3 separate regions of the Mus musculus genome follow, and regions 1 and 3 are each linked to region 2. The links are chromatin contacts, called in public ChIA-PET and HiChIP or PLAC-seq maps. All regions are on one chromosome and are shown on one strand. The core of a region is the stretch at or near the end of the contact, and the rest is flanking DNA. Distances in the headings are between cores, read along the strand shown. Region 1 holds the start of Nlrc3 (NLR family, CARD domain containing 3). Region 2 holds the start of Crebbp (CREB binding protein). Region 3 holds the start of Adcy9 (adenylate cyclase 9).

The links. ChIA-PET counts read pairs in DNA pulled down with a chosen protein or histone mark. HiChIP or PLAC-seq counts read pairs in DNA pulled down with a chosen protein or histone mark.
Region 1: a contact with region 2 is called in an RNA polymerase II ChIA-PET map of memory CD8 T cells, with 23 read pairs. The contact joins the promoter of Nlrc3 here to the promoter of Crebbp in region 2. A contact is called at or near these places in 2 of 39 promoter capture datasets (second pharyngeal arch cranial neural crest and stem cell-derived epiblast-like cells), 2 of 484 Hi-C or Micro-C datasets (CD4 T cells and CD8 T cells) and 1 of 115 datasets of contacts at active chromatin or transcription factors (memory CD8 T cells).
Region 3: an HNF4G HiChIP or PLAC-seq map of pancreatic cancer cells shows a contact between it and region 2. The contact joins the promoter of Adcy9 here to the promoter of Crebbp in region 2. A contact is called at or near these places in 2 of 39 promoter capture datasets (cranial neural crest and embryonic stem cells), 5 of 484 Hi-C or Micro-C datasets (embryonic stem cells, forebrain, hematopoietic stem and progenitor cells and 1 more), 3 of 115 datasets of contacts at active chromatin or transcription factors (embryonic stem cells, extraembryonic endoderm stem cells and pancreatic cancer cells) and 1 of 9 other capture datasets (adipose tissue).

What each region holds. Positions count from the first base shown.
Region 1 is chr16:3,975,293-3,978,565 of GRCm38.p6, forward strand. It overlaps Nlrc3 (NLR family, CARD domain containing 3), which reads right to left and starts at 1,340. Exons shown (of 18, transcript NM_001081280.2): 1 at 1,037-1,340. The coding sequence starts at 1,085.
Region 2 is chr16:4,212,011-4,215,165 of GRCm38.p6, forward strand. Crebbp (CREB binding protein) reads right to left here and starts at 1,394. Exons shown (of 31, transcript NM_001025432.1): 1 at 1,129-1,394. The coding sequence starts at 1,213.
Region 3 is chr16:4,419,243-4,422,267 of GRCm38.p6, forward strand. Adcy9 (adenylate cyclase 9) reads right to left here and starts at 1,256. Exons shown (of 11, transcript NM_009624.3): 1 at 534-1,256; 2 at 1-346. The coding sequence starts at 303.

The DNA of each region.
Region 1 (3,273 bases), core at 90-2,589, 240 kb before region 2:
GCATTATGTCTGGTGGAGCCTATTCTGTGCCATGCTTCTCTGCCAGGGCCACAGACCCGGCCTGAGCCAGGTGAGTCCCTTCCAAATGCCGGCCTTGCCCCACCTAGCTTAGCTAGGGTGGGGACGGGGAAGGGGGGGGCAGGGGGAGGCGGCACTGTTCATATCTCTGGCCACACACATAGTACCTTGGGTTTTTTTGTATGACCTACTCTTTACCCTCATCTCCCTCCCCAGGCCTGACTTAGCAACCATAGCAACTATCTGGTTTCTGAGATCAGCATCCTGAAAGAAGTAACTTCTGCCCTAAGGATACACCACAGCATTGACCTGGAGTACCAGCAAGCAGGTAGATCTAGCCCTCCCAGCAGCAAAGTAGATACAACCGTTGCGGGATGGCCAAAGTGAGCCTGTGATAAGGAGGGGAGCCGGGAGGAGCCCCAGGGCCTAGAAGCCTGTCCATGGGTGGACACCATAGCTAACACTCCCTGTGTTTAACATTCACTAGGCTTTGCAGCCACACCTCTTACAGAGGCCTCCCTTGGTTAGCAGTCTCAGAATGACAAGTTTTAACTAACGCCAGGGTGTGGCTAGGAGTGGCCCTGGGGGAGGGGTATTATGGGAAAGCTGGGAGTTGTATGTAGCACGCCCCTTGACCTTTGGGGTAGGTGCTGGAGTTGTGACTCCACTTACAGGTGGCAAATGAACACAAGAAGAGGGTCACCTGCTTGGGATCACAGCCTTGGAGGAACCGGGTTCCAATCGTGGTGCTGCTTACTTGCAACCTGCAATGCATCCTGCTCCGCCCATGCCATCACCAAGAACACAGAGCTGGGTCTTCTCCCCTAGAACTTGTGGATCATCACCCTGGGCACAAGTGAGTCTACCAGACACTGACGCATCCAGACCCAGCAGCTCCAACACCCAGGGCTCAGCACTCCGTAGCCTCCTCGTGCCCTCAGGCCTTCAGAGCCTCTACCCTCCCTAGCAGCTTTTCCTGAGTCCTCCCTTGCACCGATGTGCTCTGGGTGCTACTTACCTTCCTGCCATGGTGGCTGCTCCAGGGTGCTAAAGGGCTCCGCCTGCATGCTCCTGGGCACAGCTCTGCTCCAGTGAGCGGGAGGCCATGTTTATGGCTGAATGCCTTGGGTAGTCAGTGGCAGGTCAGCTGAGGCTGAGACCTTGGTCTGTCCAGAGCTGAGGAAACCTTCTCTGAAGAGATCAGGGGAGTTTATCACACTGATCACGCCAGGGCTGGGAGTGACAGACCTACCACATCCTGTAGTCCCCAGGAGCCCACCCACTGTCACTGCAGCCCCTCAGCTCTTCCTGTCCTCCACCTCAACCTTCCTTCCTGTCTAGTTTTAAAAGCTAACAGCCTCGCTGACAAATCAGTGAGCTGCTTGGCCCCAGGCTCACCTCTTTGGTTCTGTCACATCCCCCAGAGTAGGGAAGTTATGTTGGATCTCCATTCTGGGACTGAGCATCCTCACAGCATGTGCTCGGGATGGGTACAGTGCCAAAATTGTTGACATTCATTCTCCATCCTCCAACAGACTGTCAGAAGGTGGGGGGTGGGGAAGCAGGGGGCAGGGAGGAGGTCAGCACCTGGGTTTAGGTCACACTGCTGAGAGATAGTCAGTGGGGCCGGAATGCCTGCATGCCTCCAGGCTTTGATACCCAGTGACCTTCCTCTTATTAAAGCACGTCTTTCACCCTAGAGGTGCTTCTGACCTAGCCCTATCCCTGTGAGTCAGTGGACCCTGGAATGCAGCACACAGCTATTCACAGCAGGAAGGTAGGTGTCCTGCTCAGATGCAGAAGAAAGGATAAGGACAAGGACGTGGCTGAGAGCGATCAAAAGAGAAAAAAAAAAGCTTGCAATAAATGGACCATTTAGAATGTCTTCTACTGATGGGGGAGTAGGGAGGGGGGAAGGAAGCCATTTACTGTGACAGCTCTGACTGACTTAGGAGACGTGGTAGCCAAGTGACCAAGGGGCCTTGGGCTCTTCAGCAAGCACACAGAGTTCTCAGGCATCTGTTGAGTTCCGATGTTGAGAGCAGCCTGCATGCAGGGGTGCAGGAGGCATGTGGCAGACCTTTGTTTCCCATGGAGAGGTAGGACTTTGGTGCTAGGTTAGAAATGCTGTTTTGGAACGTCTGCCACCCATCTCTTTCCCTACTGAGCACAGAGGAGCAGGCTGGGAACTTGTGGACACCGTGGCAGACCATGGGAAGCCTGAGGAGGCTCTAAGCAGGGGAAGCAGAGAGCTATAGTCCTGGCCAAGGGGTGCAGCAAAGGTGCTTTGTGGGCCAGTCACACGAGGCCCAAGAGGCTCAGCCTGCCTCCTCCAGAGATCTAGCAGGAGAGGAAACAGCCTTCTTCCTGAGGATCTTGGGGAACATCCTAGTGCTAGCTCCTTCCTCTCCTCCCAGTAATGGCCACCAGCCCCATACATGGGCTATTCTGATGTGTGTGTGTGTGCACGCACATGCATACACACATGCCCAAATATACACATTTCTCCAGGGTCTTCTTCACTCTGAGACTTTGTTACCTGAGAGCAAACAGCAAGGCAGTTAGTAGGCTCAGTTCTTCTTAACTTGGGGAGTGTAAGGCTTCCAGCCTGCAGTCAGGGGCCTTTTCCTATGGTTTCCTTACCTGAGCTAGTAGTTGTTTATCCAAGCTAGGCTGTGGTTCAACACAGACAAGCCTAGCCCATGGCAAGGGCTGGACCACAGAAGTGAACAGGCTAGAGGTCTGTTCATATTACCCAGACCTCCCTGTCCACCCAGACCACATCTGGTGATATGTATGATGTACTTGTGTCCAGCACACATTCTGTGTTGGGGCTAAGTACTTCTTGTGCTAACCATATGAAGGCAGTGTGGTTTCTGGAAGAGGACTCCTCCTCACTTTAATCAATGAGTAGTCCCAGTGCCCATGTAGCTTCAGCATCACCGAAGGATGAGGCAGCCATGCACCTTGATTTCAATCAGCTGGCCCAGTGCTGTGATGCTGGAGCCAGGGTGTTTTGTGGGAAGGTCCCTGCTTGCTGGCCGCTGCTCTGGCTGATGGCCACGCCTTCATTGCCTACGTTCACTTTAACCTACCTCCTCCAGAGGCAGCAACTGGCTGTTTTAAAGTAAGTGAATGATGCTGGATACATAGGTTCAGGGGTTCAGAAATCTATCACTGGACTACCCATGGCACTTGGCTTCCAATTGCCTGCCTGGCCATCAAACGCAGGAATGGTTTCTTTCTGGTTGACCA
Region 2 (3,155 bases), core at 144-2,643:
TTTTAAGTCAACAAAAATCTCCTGAAAAATGATGGAGGGAGAATACTCCCCTCTCATTTCTACATTAACATTCTCCTTTCATGACTGGATTTCAGGAGCACTTCAAACTGAAGCCGTGAAATCTAAGTTTTGTTTCAAAAGCAGAAATATTTTTAAATACACTTGTATAAAGTCACAGAGTTCCACAACTTGAACATCTGTATCTAGCGCCAATCTGCAGGCAGCAATGTAATTTGATTTGGACCCATTCATCAGAAACTGATTTTCAGATGCCGCTACAAGTACGTACTGGAAAAGTGCTAGCTGCGCTGAGCCGGCATTGTTCACAGCAGCATACGAGTTTATATTTCGAAGGAGAGCTTAAAAGGGGAAATACGAATAATTGGCAAGGTTATCAGAGCTGTCCAGAAGTACTCTGAATTACTGAATGAACAGGGAAGTCTTGGGTACCCGATCCGATCACCTAAGAAAGTTTGCACGGAAGCTATTTTGTGAGTTGGGGAAAAGATTTAAGATTATCTTGCTTTTCTCTTTCCCTGAAAGATTCAAAGTCCTTAATTTTTTAATTTTTCATCTCCAGTGTAAAACCATTCCAACCTCAAAGGCAGACTGGAGCCCAAATGGACTTTTAAAAGCCTGCTAGCTTCTTTTTAAGGTTACGTATGTAAATGAAAGACACCACAGCAACTTTGATGACAACTCGCACATGAGGTTTGGGGTTTTGGAGAAAAAAAAATACTAGGTGATCAAAAAAAAAAAAAAATCAAGACTTTCTAAATAACCACTAAGCGTTTTCCCAAGCAACACATTCCAAGAAACTTCTCCGTCGCAACTCGTCGCAACTAAGAAGGCAGCAGCTGTGTCCGCGACTGCACCGCCTAGAGTGGGGGGTCCGATCCTGAAAGCCCTCATTGCCTCTGGTCGCATTCTCTTACTCCAAACCTCCAAGGTCCCCTCCGCTGTCATCCCGGCCGGCCACGCGTGCGGACACTAGACCGCGCCCCCGCTTCACTTTTCCTCCCGACCAGGGAAGCGCATCCCAAGGCCCGGGACAGAGTCTCTGGCCACTGCGACCCTCAACCCCCTCCCTGCCCCGAACTCTGACAGCGAGCCTAGACCCAGCCTCACCTGTGTTGTCATTCGCGGAGAAGCCGGGCGAGCTGAGTTTGGCTCGTTTGGGGTTGGGCGGTCCGTCCAGCAAGTTCTCGGCCATCTTCACCTGCTCGCGGAAACAGCCCTGAGCGCGGGCGGCGCGACGCGGCCCGGACGGGGGTCGGGCCGGCGGCTGCGAGCAGGCGAGCCAGCGAGGAGCGAGCGCAGGAGCGCGGGCCGGGCCGCGGAGGGCGCAGGCCGGGTGGGGGAGGCGGCGGCCAAATCTCAGCCTCAGCAACAGCGCCCCGCAGCGCTCACCGCCCGCCCCCGGCCGCCGCCGCCGCCGGCCGCGGCCCCCTCATCCCCTGCCCGCCTCCCGAGCGCGACACTCCGCGGCCCGGGCACCCAAGCGGCCCGGCCGCCTCCGCGGGCCCGGCTGGCAGCGACGGCGCCCGGCCCCGCGGCTCAGGCGGCGCCCGGGAACATGGTGGTACCGCCGCCGCCTCGCCGCCACCCCCCCCCCCCGCGCGCCCCACTTAATGAATTCGCCCGCGGCCGGACGACCGGGGGGCTTTGGGCTCCGCCGCCCGCCCGCGGCCCGCCGCCGCCGTGAGGAAAAACAATGCGCCGAGCGGGGCCGCCGCCGCGCCGCGGCCCCCCCACCCCGTGCCGCCGCCGCCGCCGCCGCCGCCGCCGGGCTCCGGGAGGCCGAGACGAGAGGCGAGCGGGGCCGCCGGGGCGGGCGCCGAGGGCCGGGCGGAGCGGGCCGGCCAGGCGGAGCGGGGTGCGCGGGCGGTTGTGGGGCCCGGGACCGGCGGGGCCGAGTAGATCGCGCTCGAAGCCCCGGTCGGATCCGCGACAAGATGGCGGCTGTTGATTCCTCAATTAAAAAAAAAAAGAAAGTTTTTTTTCTTCTCTTTCCAGAGCCTGAACGGGGAGGGGGAGGGGGCGGGGCACGCTTGTACGTCACCCCCCCCGCGGCGTCACCACGCACGGCCCCCGCCCCGCCCCTCCACCTGCGCCGGCCGCGGCGGAAAGAGCCGAGCGCGCTCGGGTGGAAGGGTCGAAGGCACGGCGGCGATGCGTGAGGCGACGGGCTGCGGTGCTAGGCCCGGCCTGCGGGACGCCAAGTGCGCAGAGCAGACGGCCACTTTTGTTCTGACGCTGTCAGTAACGCGGCACGCGCGGGGAGGGCGCCCTGGGCTCGAGCCTAGACCCCCCCCCCCGCCAGGCTCGGAGTCAGCGCTGATCCGGGCCCAGCCCGTCCGGTCCCGCCCCGCCCCGGCAGCTCTGGCTCTTCGCAGCTCCTTGCTTGCGAGCCTCCAGGGTGACATCGGACTAAGAAGACGCCACCGCAACCTGCGCCTCTTCCCCGCGCCCTATGCTAGTAATGGCGAAGTGGCGCCTGCAGGTTACAGAGGGTCCTCGGGTCTGTGTGCAGATGGGGAAACTGAGGCAGGAAGGGGCAAAGCAACTTTCTCTAAGATCACTGAGGGAGAAAATGACAGGCCGAGAGTCCACCCCTTCCTTGTGCTTCCCAAGTTTGCAAGGGCACCGCAAGGCTCTTGAGCGCCCACTCCCAAGCCCAAAAACGATAGGGCCAGGTCCAATGTCCAACGCTGTCACCTGAAGGGAGAGGCTGTCAGCTCTACCTCCTGGATCTGAGATGGGCCCAGGTACCAAGACCAAGGGCTTCGATCTCCTAAGGGTACTCCTTACTTCGGACAACCACCCTGGCTTTGGCAGGTACCCAGAAAAATGTAGGATCACAGGGAGACCCTCTCACTTGGGTGTGCCACACACCTCCTCAAAAACTAAAGTTTTCCCATCTCTGTTAACACTCTCTCAAAACCTGCCAGCTTGACTCGGAAGTCCTTATCTTCCAGGTATCAGCAGCACCCCTATTTCCTAAGCGAGAAACCTGTGAGTCAGACCCCTCCTTCCCTCCCCATCCACCCACGATGCAGCTAGTCTCCCCCACATTCTTTACCTGAAGAATGAGCTCCTCCACCTTACACCGCAGCCACCTGCTGTGTTGTCCATCATGGTGCCTGCTGTCCTTT
Region 3 (3,025 bases), core at 6-2,505, 210 kb after region 2:
CTCCAGGTTCATGGAGTCGAATTTGGGGTCCCACCACCGGCTGGAGGCCCTCTCAAAAAGCTGGGGCAGCTTCTTCTGTCTGCGCAGGCGACCCCCGCCGCCAACCCTCCGGGGAAGGCCCCCTGAGTCTCCCGAGCTGCTACAGCTGGAGGAGATGCTGTACTTGCAGTGCTTCGGGTGGGTGTTGGAGGACAGCTGCTTAGGGTTGATCTTGACCCTCACGCTGTTGCTGTCTCCGCTTGAGTCGCAGCTCACCTCGGTGCTATGGTGATGCAGCAGCTGCTGGTGGGGTGAGGAAGCCATGTTGCCGAGCTCTTGGAACCTTTCCCGACCAGGTCAGGGGCACCTGCAGGCAAAACCAGCAGAATTAGAGCGGCCTGACTACACACACTCCCGGAGGGCCACGCGACCTGTGCTTGTCGCGAGTGCGAGCTCTGGCGAGCCACTTGGGAAGGCACCACCATATGTTCACCAAAACTGCCCATAACGGCGCATAAAAGCGCCAAGGCGAGCGAGAACCGCACGGGCCGTACCTGGTGCTCCCAGGGTTCTCGTGCCGCGGCCGCGCTGAGTCTTGGGTCCCCGGCAGCGCTGCGCTGCGCTCCCCTCGGGCGCCGTCGCCCGCTGGTGGCCTCTCCCCGTGCAACTCCAACTGCAGCTCCAGAGGGAAGTTCAGACCTTGAGCGCTCGGGGCACCGGGAGCAGCTTTCGCAAAAACAACTCGGGAGGCGAGCAGCGCTTCATCCTGCCGCAGCAGCGCCCGGTGCGTCAAAGCGCGCGGGCCAACCTGCGGCTCCTGCCGCGTTCCGTCCCCTTGCGGCTAAGCACCAGCGGGCTACCCTGCCCCGCGCCCCTGCTCGCGAGCTTGAGGAGCCCGAGGGCCGCCCGTCCGAGCGGCCGGTCTAGCAGGGCCTGCTGCCCGCAGCCGAACGCACCCCGGCCCAGAGCCGAGCTCGGGGCACTGCGCGGGCCCCTCCACAGACCGCCGTGCGGGCTGCCGCAGAGCCTGACTCCCGCGACGCCGGCTGGCCAGCACGCCGGTCGTCCGCACGCCGCGCCCACGCCCCAGGGGCCCTGCCTGAGCTACAGATGCCGCTGCGGCTGCGCCCGCCGCCCGCTCTCCCGCAGCCGCTGCCTCAGGTCGGAAGAGTAGCAGCCGCAGCCGCCGCCACCACCATCTCCGGCCCCCTCCTCCTCCCCCTCCCGCTGTCACTGACAGACGCGCGCCCGCGCCGCCCCTCTCCTCTGCCGCAGCGCGCACGCGCGGCCCGCGCACGTCACCGCCGGGTCCGGGACACGCGCACCAGCAGCGCGCCACCCCGCCTAGGAGCGCGCGCCCGGCTCGGGGCTGCAGCGGGGCGGGGCCGGGCGGACGCGCTCTGGGCGCCGCCCTCCGCCCTGGGCTGCTCCGAGCCTGGGCCGCCTGCTGTGGGCACCAGGCCTCCGCCTTCTTCCGAGGCCTTGGCTGCCTTTGACTACTTGCCCCGCAGCCTGGCCCCCAAGTCCGCACAGGAAGCATCTAAGCGCAGTTTACCTTTTGGATACATCGAAGTTTTCAGTCCCTGGCTTTGCTCGATTGTGACCTCCCTCCCATTCTGCCAGCAATGTAGGAGTGTTCCCAGTGGTGCTAGGCCCCTCTGAACTTGCTGGGGGATGGAAATGATCATCACCAGCCAAGCCACTTCTGATAGCTTCTAAAGTCGAGCACCACTGAGGACCACCTTTGCCAACCCCCTGGGGAAGTTATCTTCCCGACTTTGAAGATCTTTCATTCTTCACATGAACAACTGTTTTTCCCTCTCCACAAGGAAAACGTTCAAAGAAATCAGCTTCCCATTAATAAGTTCTACATTGGTCTGTGTAAACTCTGGCCTGAATAAACACAATTCTATATTCTCTGGTCGCACCCTGGCTGCCACACCGTACAGTGTTTTTCTGCAACCACAGGGGACTAACTGACCCTTCCTTCCCACAGCTCTCGGGGCCCATCCCAGGCATCCACAGTCACTGTGGAATTCAGGAATAGGAAGGTAAAATATAGACTATCTATACAACCGAATATTATTCGACTATAAAAATGAAGTACACTTGCTACAACCTCTGAAACACACTGGGTAAAAGAAACCAAACACAAGAGGCCACATATTGTATGATTGTATTAATGTGAAATGCCCAGAACAAGCAAATCTATAGAGAAAATACAGGTGATGGATGCCTGCGGTTGTATGAAGTACTAGGTATTGACTACACTATCAAGCCTGGGGGTTCCTTTTGGGGTGATGAAAACATCTGGAACTAGTGAGAACACAACGCCGTGGATTCTGTAGTAGGTATACTTCATGAACGTACTAGTGTCTTTGGATTGCTTTAATGATAAGTACAACTGCATAAATGGTAAGTTTTATGCAGTATGTATTGCACCACAATAAACAGGAACTTTTTAAAGTAAACGTGTCATTGTTGATATATTCCAGCTCAAAGTGCAAGATGTCCATCTAATTATGAGAAAACATCTGAGGAAGGAACTTAATCTGAAAAATACTCCACAACCAAACTGCCAAGTGCTCTTCACAGTGCCAGAGTCACCAAACACAGAGCCTAAGGTATTGTCACAAGTAAGGGGCAAATTGTCATTAAAGGGCAAAGTAGAACAGGAAAAAAAACAAAAACAAACAAACAAAAAACAGTGGGAAGGCAGCTGGTGAAACATGCAGTGTATTTAATGGCATCCCCATTAAATCCCACAGTTACCCAAGACATTAACAGTAGGAGAAGCTGGGTGTAGGTCGCAGGGGAACTCCCTAGTATTTTTACAACATTTTTCTAACTCTAACTTTTTTTCAGAATAAAGCTAAAGATAGAAAGAGATGTTTATTGAGCAGGAACTATGTGCCTCCTGTATCTGAGGTTTGGAAAAGCGGAGCACACACCAATAGCTAACAAGTAACAGTGGCCAGCTGGTACTGACCCGAGTATCCCAGTGCCAGAGACCAGCAAGCACTTTTCCTCATGACCTACTGTTGAC